Regions from separate parts of the Danio rerio genome. Here region 1 is linked to region 2. The links are chromatin contacts, called in public Hi-C maps. All regions are on one chromosome and are shown on one strand. The core of a region is the stretch at or near the end of the contact, and the rest is flanking DNA. Distances in the headings are between cores, read along the strand shown. Region 1 has its middle 50 kb from the start of dynlt4. Region 2 holds the start of plk3 (polo-like kinase 3 (Drosophila)).

Region 1 (6,380 bases), core at 539-3,038, 61 kb after region 2:
TATACAAACATACAAACAAACAAATAAGACCAAGCCTATAGCATCTTTCACTTGTGCAGCTTTTAGACCAGAGATATCAGCTTTACTTGCACAGCGCTTAGCTGGTCTCTGTCAAACTCACCCCTGCCCCCTAATGCCGAGTTCAAATTGCATGATTTTAGCCCCAATTTCGACTCGTTGACAGGTTTTGGAAAATTGCAGACAAATTCCTGAAATCACAAGTAAATCGATGCTCGTTCACGTGAGTAACAATCACACAGTGTGAACTATCAAAGACACGATCTGAGAGAATCACAGATGAGTCGTCAGCACCCGTGAGGTATTTGGCATGCTAAATATTAAAAATAACATTGGCAATTACCTACAGCCAATGAGAGAGCAGCATCCACTAGTGAGGGTATCTGCAGGTCAGTGGGAGGTTGGGGGGCGGAGTCTTTTCAGTCTATTTGGACCCAAGAAATGGAGGAAAAACTATTAGAAATTTGGCAGGAGCACCCATGTCTGTTTGACCTGTGTCATCTGAGCAATACCACAACCTGGTCATAAATAAAAAAAGTTTAAGAGAAATTGCTAATTCCCTAAGGCCAACATGAATACACTGAAGCATCAAGCGCTGGTACTGATGTATCCACTCCTGTACAATCGCTCTAAAGGGGATCACACATCAAACGAGATGTGTGATCACATCCCACCTTGTCTTTTAAAGCTCTAAACACTGTCCTATTTGGTGTCTGTCCACGGTAAAAAAGAAAACAATTAAAAAATGTTATTTACCCCCTGGTTGGTTGGAGAAGGCTGTTTGCCTTATATGAAACTCTTTTTTTTCTCACATCGGTCATTGTTTAGGAGGTACACTGATGCAAGCAATGGGACACACTTACAACCGTGCCTACTGCAAGGGTTTTAGTGTTTTCGAAAACAGTACATCGTCACTGATGATTTTCTAACTTATTTTTGTCCTCAAATGAAGAACAAAACTAAATTCATTTAATGTATACCGGGGCCTTTCGGTTTACTCAAGTTCTAGCAGTTATTATGTTTTACAAATCCAGGTCACCTTCTCTGAGCAGGTGTCAAACCGCTGTTTCCGTACTATCTACAATCAGATTCTGGTGTTCCTCTTGAGGCCAAGCAGTGCGGTTTACTCACAGGCCCACCAAACTTCTCTCAAGGCACTAATGTACCCTTTCTGGTTCTTCTGTATGGGAGGTGAGTGTACTAAATATAAAGACTGCAACCTCTAGCATCAGGTGGTCTAGGCTTGAGACCAATTGAGTGAGGTTTACTTGCACAGCTCTTACAAGCTGGCCTCTGTAACACCCTTGAATCCTAAACCTCACTCCATCCAGAGAACAGCATGAAGTGACCCTTCCGGTCCTACTCATCCTGAACAGCTGTTTCTAACATAGATTACTAACACTGGACCCGCTTGCATCAGTTATAGTGCGCCTCTTGAGGCCAGAGGGGTGATGTTCCCTTATGCAACTCTCTGATAGACATGCACAGGTGCAGCAATAAGTCCTTGAAAAATGAAACAGTTGCCCCCTACCATACTCTGTGTGTTTACTCTGTGCTTACTTCCCGAAGCACCACAGAGCTGTTCTCTTTATTAATCCTACACCATCACAGCAGTGATTAATCATGGTACAGTCTGCTGAGGCTGACAGAGGGGCTTCCCAGCGAGAGAGACAGAAAGAAATGAGCAAAAAGAGAAAGAGACTGAGAAGTTGCTCATTGTATTTCCAGTCACACGTTATCTCCTCAGGCAGCTGCCCCCACCCTCTTCTTTTCTCTTCTTCTCTGTCTTTTTCCCTCTCTCTTCTTTCTCTCCCCCTCACATCTGTTTCCTGGGGCCATGTTCTTGTTGCTACCTAGTTTCCAGAACATATTTGATTTCGTCCCAGGGAAAAGCCAGTGCACTGGAATGTCCAGGCACCAGGTGCAGCAGCACTCTCTGTTATTCACATCTGAGAGACTCCAGGATCTCTCTGCCAAAAATAGAAGGAATAATTAGCATGCACGCTAAGCATTGCTTGCTACCGAAGAAATAGATTTTTTTACACTAATAATCCCTGCTTTATTATGGATAGATGGTTTGATTTTCTTCATCACATTCTGTAATAGGCTTTTGACAGTATCAGATTTTCTTGTTGGTATTAAATTGCTGAAGCTTTTATTACAGTAAATGGTATTATCGCGATATTGGCCTGTAAGCTGAGCGAATAAAAGGTCATTTAACAGGTAAAATAAGGAATGCATATGTCAGACTCGTATGTCCTGTAGTGCGCCTCAAGGTTCTGTCCTAGACGCTCTTCTTTTTGATTTATATGTACTCCCTCTTAGCAAGATTATTAGTATTATTTTTAAAGTTAAATCTTAACATTGCAGGTAATGCAATGTGTGTTTATATAGCGCTTTTATTGTGTTTAACTATACACTTAAAGCACTTCACAATCATGAGTGGGGGTCTCTCCACACCACCAGTGTGCAGTATCTACTTGGATGATGCGATATCAGCCACAGGACAACGACACCAGTGCACTCACCACACACCAGCTATAGGTGGAGTAGATAGATAGTGATACAGCCAATTCGGTGGATGGGGATGATTGGAGGCCATGATGGATAAGGGCTAATGAAGGAAATTTGGCCAGGACACCGGGGTTAGACCCCTACTCTTTACGAGAAGTGCCATGGGATTTTTAATGACCATAGAGAGTCAGGACCTCAGTTTAACGATTTTTCCGAAAAACGGCGCCCACTGACAGTATAGTGTCCTCTTCACTTTTACTGCGGCATTAGGACCTGCACAGACCACATGTTGAGAGCAGACCACTTCACACAGCAACCTAGTTTTCCCATGTGGTCACCCATCCAGGTACAGACCAGGCTCAGCCCTGCTTATATATGTACAGTTATATTTTTCTTTTAAACCTAACAGCAGAGGTGGGTAGAGTATCTAAAATCTATACTCAAGTAAAAGTACAAGTACTTGCAGAATTTTTTACTCAAGTAAAAGTAACAATCTTCAAAGTTATTTGAGTAAGAGTAAAAAAGCTGATGAAAAAAAAAATACTCAAGTAAATAGTTACTAGTTACTTTTTATTATATGTATATCAGAATATATATGTGTATAATATGTTTAGATAATGTAATATATGAAGATAATATGTTGTGCTTGTCTAAAAAATGCTTTTTGATTTAAGAATTTTTTGACATTTGGACTAGAAACAACACAAAAAATCTAAGAAAATATTTTTTTCATGGTATATCAATGCATGCTCAAAGTAAGTAACGTTTTCAAACCAATTACATTGCGAAAGGATGATAAATTACTATACATACATAAACATATGCTGGATAATTTGGAGGTTCATTCCACTGTGGCTTTTTCCTTGATAAATAAAGAAACTAAGCCATAGAAAAATAAATGAATGAGTAGGCGTTACTTAATTAATCAGTAGAGCTTGAAGGAGGGGCAGGCATTGCAGGCTGTGATTACTGCAGCAAGTTGACATGTCAACTGTTTTAAACTATTTCTGAGCGCTGCGTTTGGTGTTTTTTTTAGGTGCAAATATGCATTCTGCAACACTTTTGTTTTGACACACTTTAAAATGCCAATTTTATCTATCATCTATTAAATTTAATTGTTCTTGGTAACACCATTTGGACCATGTTTCTCTGAACTCTGTAACAGCTAAAAAGCAACAAAGCGATCTCATGCATATTAATGAAGTTGCATCTCATTCATACTAGAGCACACTGATTGGTTCAAACCAACTCTTCCTCATGAATAATGCTCAGACATGCTAAAAAATCGTGTAAATGATGTCACTTTGTACTGGCCGGTGCTGACGGCCAATCACCACGCTGGAATTTACACAATGACCTCATCACCGTGATATTGCTTCAACAATTATTTTCAAACAGAAAGAACAAATTTGCTCTGAAAACACAAAAACAACCAATTTTCAGTTTTTTTATGTGAAATACATGTGTTTTTAGCAACAATAGTGTTTTTAGCAATGTGACATATATATGACTGTCAACATCTCAAAAAATGTGTTTTAGTGTTTGTGACCCTTTAAAATCAGCAGTGAGAAAAGGTCAGATTTATTTCAGTTACTATGTTAAAATTTATTTTATTGGTTATTAATTCCATTTAATAAAATTATTAAAACGTCTATTATTAATGTGCTATTTGTCATCTATTAAAAAATTTACATTAGCTAAAAGATTACTTAAAGCTTTTATAGTTTTTATCATGAGTTAGAGATTGTTAATTTAATTTTAACAAATGAAACCTTATCGTAATGCGTTAAAGAACAGTAGGCTTATAAATAGTCATAGAATTTTTGATCAATATTTCAACATGTCGTAAACCAGATTTACATAACAGATTGACATAGTTAACTAAATAGCCTGTGAAGTCTTCAGGAATTTAGTGCTGTTTTGAACAACCACTACAAATACAATCTGAATATTAAAAAGCTCTTTAAAAGTTGAAATAATACATTAGTATTCACTGTATTTTGAAGTTCCCACAATATCAATATCGTGCATGGTCTTTATAATATATTGAATACCAGTATATACCTATTCTGTAACAACTTGTCCTGGGGATTGTTTAGCACTAAGGTAATGTAACTGGCTGTGAAAATGGCATAAAAAGTAAAACAGGGAGGCTGTTTACGTAATTATGCATCATTTGTGATCAACCCATGTGCGCAGTTAGAAGGGACCCCTGAATGGAGTGGTGCCTGTTGCCATGGGAAACCTCCAAACCTATCATCACATCAAGGATATGATGAGTCATCCACCAGCAGATCCATATTTATTCTGTATCACCCCCCTCTCTCCTTCAAAGTATGTTTAAAGTAAGGTCTTTGCAGCAAAGCAAAAGAACAGCCGTGAGTCATGTGGCATGTGGTAATTTTCTTTAGTATGATTAATCAGTGGATTTACTAATCGACTGCTCTTAAGTCATACTTATTAAAAATAGTTTACTTTAGTTTTTACAGCACTACGTTTTTAGTTTTACTCATGTTCAATGGCTCAGTATTTATTTAGGTTTTTTATGTAAAAAGTAATTCTATAGTGTGTATATATATATGTACAGTTGAAGTCAGAATTATTAGCCCCCCTGAATTATAAGCGCCCCTGTTTATTTTTTCCCCAATTTCTGTTTAACGGAGGGAAGATATTTTTAGCACATTTCTAAGCATAATAGTTTTAAAAACTTATTTCTAATAACTGATTTATTTTCTCTTTGTCATGATGACAGTAAATAATATTTTACTTGATATTTTTCAAGACACTTCTATACAGCTTACAGTGACATTTAAAGGCTTCACTAAGTTAATAAGGTGGACTAGGCAGGTTAGGGTAATTAGGCAAGTTATTGTATAACGATGGTTTGTTCTGAAGAATATGGAAAAAAAATAGCTTAAAGGGGCTAATAATTTTGTCCCAAAAATGAGTTATAAAAAATAATAATTATGACTTCAACTGTATATATATATGTGTATGTATATATGTGTATGTATATATGTGTGTGTGTGTGTGTGTGTGTGTGTGTGTGTGTGTGTGTGTGTGTGTGTGTGTGTGTGTGTGTGTGTGTCTGTGTGTCTGTGTGTGTGTGTGTGTGTCTGTGTGTGTGTGTGTGTGTGTGTGTGTGTGTGTGTGTGTGTGTGTGTGTGTGTGTGTGTGTGTGTGTCTGTGTGTGTATATAGCAAGGAAATCTTCACAGTATGTCTGACAATATTTTTTCTTCTGGAGAAAGTCTTATTTGTTTTATTTCGGCTAGAACTTAAAATGTTTTTAAAACCATTTTAAGGTCAAAATTATTAGCCCCTTCAAGCTATATTTTTTCGATAGTCTACCGAACAAAACATTGTAATACAAAAACTTGCCTAATTATCGTAACCTGCCTAGTTAACCTAATTAACCTAGTTAAACCTTTTAATGTCACTTTAAGCTGTATAGAAGTGTCTTGAAAAAAAATCTAGTCAAATATTATTTTATCATGGCAAAGATAAAATAAATCAGTTATTAGAAATGAGTATAAAACTATTATGTTTAGAAATGTGTTGAAAAAAAACTTTTGTCTCTGTTGAATAGAAATTGGGGAAAAGAATAAACAGGAGGGCTAATAATTCTGACTTCAACTGTATATATATATATGGATGGATGGATGGATGGATGGATGGATGGATGGATGGATGGATGGAGAGTCTAAAAGCCTCTAAGTTAGAATCTAATTTTCTTCCAAAATGGGCATTTTTCCTATGTGTATTTAGTATCTTCACTTTAATGGTGATAAATAAGTTTAAAGAAATCTATCGGAACATAAACATATGTGGCTGAGAGAAAAAATGCTA
Region 2 (6,949 bases), core at 4,350-6,849:
AACAAAAATTCTTTTTGTTAGAATCATAATAAAAATGATTAAAATGAGTAAATGGTTGTTTAAAAATATTTTTAATAAAGTTGAAACCGCACAGTAATACACATATTGTTTTGTCTTTTAGGATGGGACCAGTCTGACAAATTTGTCAAAATCTACATCACACTAAAAGGAGTGCATACTATTCCAGCTGAAAATGTGGAGACCAGCTTCACAGAGAGGTGTGCTTTCAGATTCAATATGGCTTAACTTTGGTTTATTTTATAATTGATTTTATTGTGGTAAACATTTTATTTGACTAATTTCTATACATTAAGAAAGATTATTATGACATGTAATATATCAATTAGACATCTTAATACCTCCTGCAAGCTTTGTAAACTTTTGGTCAAGTTCCAAAAGATTTCCACAGCTTACTAGGTTGAAGGGCAAAACATGGCAATGAGTGTAAACACTACTTTTATGTTTTCACAGAGGCTTTAACACTCTAGTCAAAGATTTGGATGGGAAGAACCATCAAATGACAATCAACAACCTTTTATTCCCCATTATTGCAGCAGAGAGTAGTAAAAAGGTTTGTCACTCTTTTATTTATCTATTTTTAAGTGGTTCTGTTTTGTCTGATCGATAGATAAAATAGATGAACACCATTGTGAAATTGGTTTGTTTACAGATAAAAACAGACATGGTACTTATCATGTGCAAGAAGAAATCAGCAAAGAAGTGGGACTGCTTGACACAAGTTGAAAAACAGTCTAAAGAGAAAGAGTAAGTAAAATCCACACACTTTAATTTTTATTTTGTGTTTCTTTTTACATTTGTATACAAAAGCAAGAAAAATTAAAACATAACAAAGAAATGTATATTTAAACATTGATACATTGTTATGTTTGTATAAAATGTTTTTTTCTTTTAAGTAAAAAAAAAATTATTTATATTTGCATATTTTAAAGTGTGTGAGACACTCGGGACAGTAGACAGAATCGTTACTAGACTGGGGTGCGTTTCCCAAACAACGGCGTAACTCGCAGCTGAACTATTATAGTATGATGCATCGTTTAGAAAAGAAAGATGTAGTGACCAGTGTTTCCCAAAACCGTTGTTTCTCTGTCGCAGATCCATCGTTTGAACCACGTTGGTTATAAAGTAAAACGCCCAAAATGATGCTCTAAATGGGGTGGAGTAACTACTTCTTTAGAGAAGAATAGTATAGAATCATAATTTCTTTGTGCAAATTATTTTGTTTTACACGCATACAAAAAATCATGCACACAATTCCCATATTAATTGAAATATTGAAATAATTCACAGTTATCCCCTACAGTTATTCCCTATACATCTAGAGCATTCTAACATTTACACTTTGAATTTTTTTTTTTTTTAAGCATTAAAGTGAATAGTGAATCAAAGTATTTTTACATCTCAGTTTTAGCGATCTTTATGTTTAAAATTGTGCTCCCTTTGTAGTGCACTTTAAAAACATTGATGCCATTTGGAACACAGTCGTGGCTCATGGCGAAAGTTAAAGGTTTAATTTATAGTGGGTTTTTTATTAAGTATCTGTATTGTATATGACATGGGCCTGTTGGTTAGAACATTTCTGCAGAGGTTTGCATTTCAATTTGTAAAAGTAGACTTTTCAAAAAAGAAAAAATATATAAACAATATCCTGCTTAATAATAATTAAAATTATTAATATTATTAAAGTAGGATTTTTTTCATTTCAGACTTTTCAAAAAAGAAAAAATAAACAAACGATATCCTGCTTAATAATAATAATAATTAAAATTATTAATATTATTAAAGTAGGATTTTTTTCATTTCCTAATAAATAATAAATATTAAATTTCATTTCTTAATAAATAGCCTATTTATTTATTTATGTGATTTATATATGAGATGTTAGCTTTCTGTAAGTGATTTTATGTTTTAGAATAGAATATGTAATATTCTCAATAATTTTTATAAAGGATTATAGGCTCTATATGTGCCATTTTAATATATTTCAATTAATATGAAAAAACGTATGCATGATTTTACCAAAATTTAGATTTTTTTTATGCATGTAAAACAATATAATTTGCACAAAGAAATGATTGGATTCTTCTCTAAAGAAATAGTTGTCCACCCCATTTAGAGCATCATTATGGGTGTTTTATGTCATAACCAATGTGATTCAAATGAAGTATCTGCGACAGAGAAACTATGGCTTTTGGGAAACACTGGTCACTCTATCGTTCATTTCCCAAATGATGCATCAAACTATGATAGTTCAGCCACAAGTTATGTTGTTGTTTGGGAAACACAACCCCAATACAGCCAAGAGACTCCAACATGACGGCAGCATCAAATTATGATCAAATTATGAAGCTAAAAGAAAAGTCTGTTTGTAACATCATGGAAGCAGGCATTTATGTAGGTACAACCCAACGAAAAAATTTTTTATGTCATCAGTTTGTCAAGTCAGACACCTTTTGTTTTGCAATAAAATACCTGCACATTTTGCGTACTGCTATTGTTGTTTGCATTTCACTTTTTTGGTCATTATACTTTTTTAAAACATTTAATATATTTACATTCTAGATTCACAGACATTGTTTTTGACACATTATTTAAGATGTGTGACTAAAAAAATAGCTATTAACCTTCTTTTTTGGTAGGGCCAATAAAATTTTGGCAGGGCAAGTAAAAATCTGAACTGCAGGCCCAATCTGGCCAGTAGAATTAATCCTTAGTGTTGAACCCTTATATATTTAAAATAGTATTTTGTGCTTATTTGAATTAAAACTTGAAAGAAAGATTTGTCTGCAGAATACATTATTATCAGGATAACATCAGCATTATACTACATTTGGCTCATATAAAAGATAACTTCATAGTAACTGTTATGTTTCAGTAAACCAAGCATGGGTGAGAACGCTGATCCGAGTGAGGGTCTGATGAGTGTGCTAAAGAAAATCTACACAGATGGTGACGACGAGATGAAACGCACCATCAACAAGGCCTGGGTTGAGTCTCAGGAGAAGAAGGCCAAACCAGATGATTTTGACTTCTAAGCCAGATAAATAACCTGCTTTCACAGTGAAGCGCCCAAATCCAGCTGCTCCACTCTACACATCATTCCACTTCATTGCAATGATTTTACAGAATTTTTTTACTGTTAATTATGGCTGTTAATGAAATGTTTGTGTAAAAAGTGCTTTAAATGGGTCATATCCCCACTGTAATTTTATGTTGTTTCACAGGTATTCATATTCAGTGCGTTGTCATAAACTTATTTTTGCACTTAGGAAAACAAAATAAAAGCTCTGTAAATGTATTATCTTGTCTTGTGTTTTTTTAAAGATGCATAAATTGACATATATAAGACAATCATGCGTAAAAACAAGTAAATGATGGGCCATTTTAGTGCGTCCAACTCCAATATCTGATTTCCCGCTACTTTTTTCAGATACTAGTGTATTTTCCATTTTGATTTTTGTCAGCTGCTAGTGCTTATTTTTTATTTATTAGTATTGTTTAGATCAGTGGTTCTCAAACTGTGGTACGTGTACCACTAGTGGTACGCGGAGAAATGAAATGTCATGTACATGCTACACACATTTCAAAATGTATCAAAAATTATGTATATAATATGTAATATATGACATATAGCCTATATTTCAGAGGTAATCTGCCACGTTTTTTAACTGTGCAGAGATGTAGCTGCTTAACTGGGCCAACTACGCTACTGTATTTCAATGCTGCTCATTTTACTGGTGGTACTTGAAGAGACAATTTTTTTCTGAGGTGGTACTTGATGAATAAAGTTTGAGAACCACTGGTTTAGATACTATTTCCCATTAATGGGTTACAGCTGGAAAGGCATCCGCTGCATAAAACTTGCTGGATAACTTGCCGGTTCATCCCAACTGTGTGACCCTAAATTAATAAAAGGACTAAGCCGAAAAGAAAATGAATGAATGAGTGTTTAGATACTACTATCTTTGGAAACCTGATAGTGCTTGTTAAAGTAGTCACTAAGGTTAATTAAACCTGTTTAGACCCAAATACAATTTCTCATTTCTTACTCAGTACCTTTTAAATGCCTGTTTCTCCTCTATTTTGTAATATCTGGTTGAGTATAGGGCATCACAGTGTTTTCCAGTGTTGGGTTGCGCTGTGTAACACATATTCTGGGTAAGTTGGGGGTTCATTCTGCTGTGGTGACCCCAGATTAAAAAAAGGACTAAGCCGAAAAGAAAATGAATGGTTGAGAATAAGCTAACAATATAAGAGAAATTGTACAGGAAATCGAAAGAGATTGAATAAGATTCTGAGAAGGCAGGAGAATAAAAGGTGCAGGATAATAAAGGCAGGTGTAAATCAACAAATTGGAAGATGTGCTTTTGTCAGTAATATAAACACTGTCATTTTGAAAACATAAATCAGTACTAGTGTGAATAAGTTGTATTATATTCTTGTAACTGCTAAGAACATTTCAATGTGGTCATGTCATTGGCCCATGAACATTTCCTGCTTATTATCAAACTATTTCATAACAGCAACAAGAAGCAATTCAATCATAACTTAATGTTAAAACTCCAATCATAACATTACTTATCAATATGTGGCTCTTTTTGGATTCTCAGAAGCTGTAGAAGTTAAAAATGTAAAACAGGAAATGATTTGGAACTATTGTTTTTGTTTACATCCCTCAAAATGGTCTAAAATGAATACCTGTATATAATTAGTTCTAGTTTACAATTAAACTACTATATATAATTAAAAGGTACTAATATCAGATTAGTAGTAGTTATTTAATAAGTACTAGTATCTAATAAATAATTATTTTTTCCACTTCTGCAACTATAGTATTCCAAGTAATATTTCATCCTCAATTCTTATATACATTTTCACACTATGAATGACACTATATAGATGCTTTTTATATTTTAGGGTTAAAAATATATTTTGTTTCAGTGACTAAAATAAAAAGAAACAGAACATGATGTGCTTTTATAAGTTTCTCCTTGTTTGTTTATCATACACAAGGGGGCGCATGAATCCACAAGTTTCTCAGTTCCGTTCAGTACAGATGCATGTTTGTAGTGACGTAATTTGGCTTCGTCCTCATGATGTAAATACAGTATGTGTAGATGTAATTCGTGTTTATTTTTGTAAATATGTCTAATTTCATTTCTGAACGTTACATTAGGCTACGTGAGCAAATGTTATAAATATACAAATTTTATTATTAATATATATTGTCTATTTAATGAAACATTGAATTATGTGAAGATTTTGTCATGAAAAACAAATTATCACGTGGGAAAAACAAAACAAAAAAGTAACATCCATATCAGAAAGTTAAAACCGAAGAATACAGAAGCACTGTTTGTGTCACCCGGAGGTCCATAATCGCGTCAGCCGTGATAGGATGATGTGCTCTCGGCTTTTCATTCACTTTTCTTCTGCACTTTCATATGCGTCTCTCTGATCTTTGATTGAATCTCCAGTAGCCAATGACGTTGATTTATTCTAGACTTCCCCTTTCTGGCGCCCCACCTCTGCCCGTGACGTCATGGACAGTTTATATACTGCTGGGCTCCGGTACCCGGGCATGTTTGACTCGCACAGGACTAGAGAACTTCGCCAGACTTCAGGACTTCGCACAGAGGAGTTTATTTTCTAAGGAGAAGGATCTTTCTTAATGAATGGATCCTTCTTGTTTCACCACAGCTCAGCGTCTTTCGTGTAAAATAATGAATCCGGATATGTTCAAAGCGTCTCCAGCGGCTCCACCGCCCGCCAAGCCGAGCCGGAGTAAATCGGAGCACGTTAAGCCGGAGCTCGCGCAGGTGGTGGTGGACGCGAAGACCGGGAGGTCGTACTGTAAAGGAAAGCTCTTGGGAAAGGTACGGTGTTTTCTATTAACGGGATTTATTGGAGAGTTTTGATCACTGTATGTGTTGTCGCGTTGCTCAAACGTGTCTCGTGTTCGTCTCGTGTTTGGTGAGGTGTTCATCATGGGTGCACCAGAACCACTGGACCGCAGTCCGCCCTGTCCGGGTTTTTATACAATCTACCTGATGGTCATTGCAGCAATGCATGCAGCATTTCTTTCAAACGCCAAGACATCGCAATTGATTTGTGTTTGGGATTGAGAACTGGCTTTGTAATTTGATTTGATGTCTTGAAAGGATGAATGAATGAATGAATCAATGCATCAATGAAATGATGCTGTAATGCTTTATGATCACTGGAGCCAGTGACTATCGTCTCAGTTTCATTGGGTTGTTTTCAAAACAAGGCTCTTATATGAATTAAGCGATCGATTATTGGAAGTCTTGTCGATCCTGGGCTTTAAAGTGCCGCATCATTGTGCGATGCTGTAAGGAGGGCTTGGTCGACTGGGAAAAGAATACGTCATTCCTTTGTACATGTTTTAGGTCCAGGTTCTGAAATTAATCAAACTTTGATGCAAAAATGCCTCCCATGTTTGGTTTCTGGAGATAAAGAATTTGGTTAAAGATGCATGTTAAATGGGTTGAAAGTGCAGAGTTCTAATGCATCACATGTGAAGGATAATTTGTCAGCTATAGAATTGCTTAACTGGAATTGATTTATTAACGTTTTTAATATCTTATTTTATATTTGTGTATGTTATCACATACAATTCTACAGTCATCGGAGTACATGTCTCACAGAGGGAGCCACAAGGGACTGCCTAAGAGAATGAATAGAAAATGTTCTACTAAAAATCTTAAGGATTTTATGCATTTTAGAATGAATGATGAATACCAAAATTTGAAGTTCAACACATTGAATAGAAGAAATATATTTATAAGTTTAAATGACTATATAGGATGTAACTGAATTATTCCAATATCAATGAAACGAGTGACAAATCTATAGACTCCCAAACTTGCTGCCTAGACCACATTCTTTAGTCATGCTGAAAACATGAACA

The links. Hi-C and Micro-C count contacts between places; a contact is called where the count stands out from the background.
Region 1: a Hi-C map of an unstated tissue shows a contact between it and region 2, with 2.8 times the contacts expected there. The contact joins the enhancer-like site here to the promoter of plk3 in region 2. A contact is called at or near these places in 2 of 18 Hi-C or Micro-C datasets (caudal fin and an unstated tissue) and 2 of 4 datasets of contacts at active chromatin or transcription factors (caudal fin and gastrula embryo).

What each region holds. Positions count from the first base shown.
Region 1 is chr2:38,638,978-38,645,357 of GRCz12tu, forward strand. It overlaps a transcript of ankrd45 not described here. Among named protein-coding and RNA genes, the nearest start is that of dynlt4, 50 kb to the left of the region's middle. Within about 2 kb of position 1,789, at least 30 of the 62 cell types and tissues checked have an H3K27ac peak or open chromatin away from gene starts, as enhancers often do.
Region 2 is chr2:38,573,722-38,580,670 of GRCz12tu, forward strand. plk3 (polo-like kinase 3 (Drosophila)) reads left to right here and starts at 5,600. Exons shown (of 15, transcript NM_201308.2): 1 at 5,600-5,894. The coding sequence starts at 5,694. It overlaps cacybp (calcyclin binding protein), which reads left to right. Exons shown (of 6, transcript NM_212887.1): 3 at 122-218; 4 at 472-571; 5 at 671-765; 6 at 2,894-3,316. The coding sequence ends at 3,053.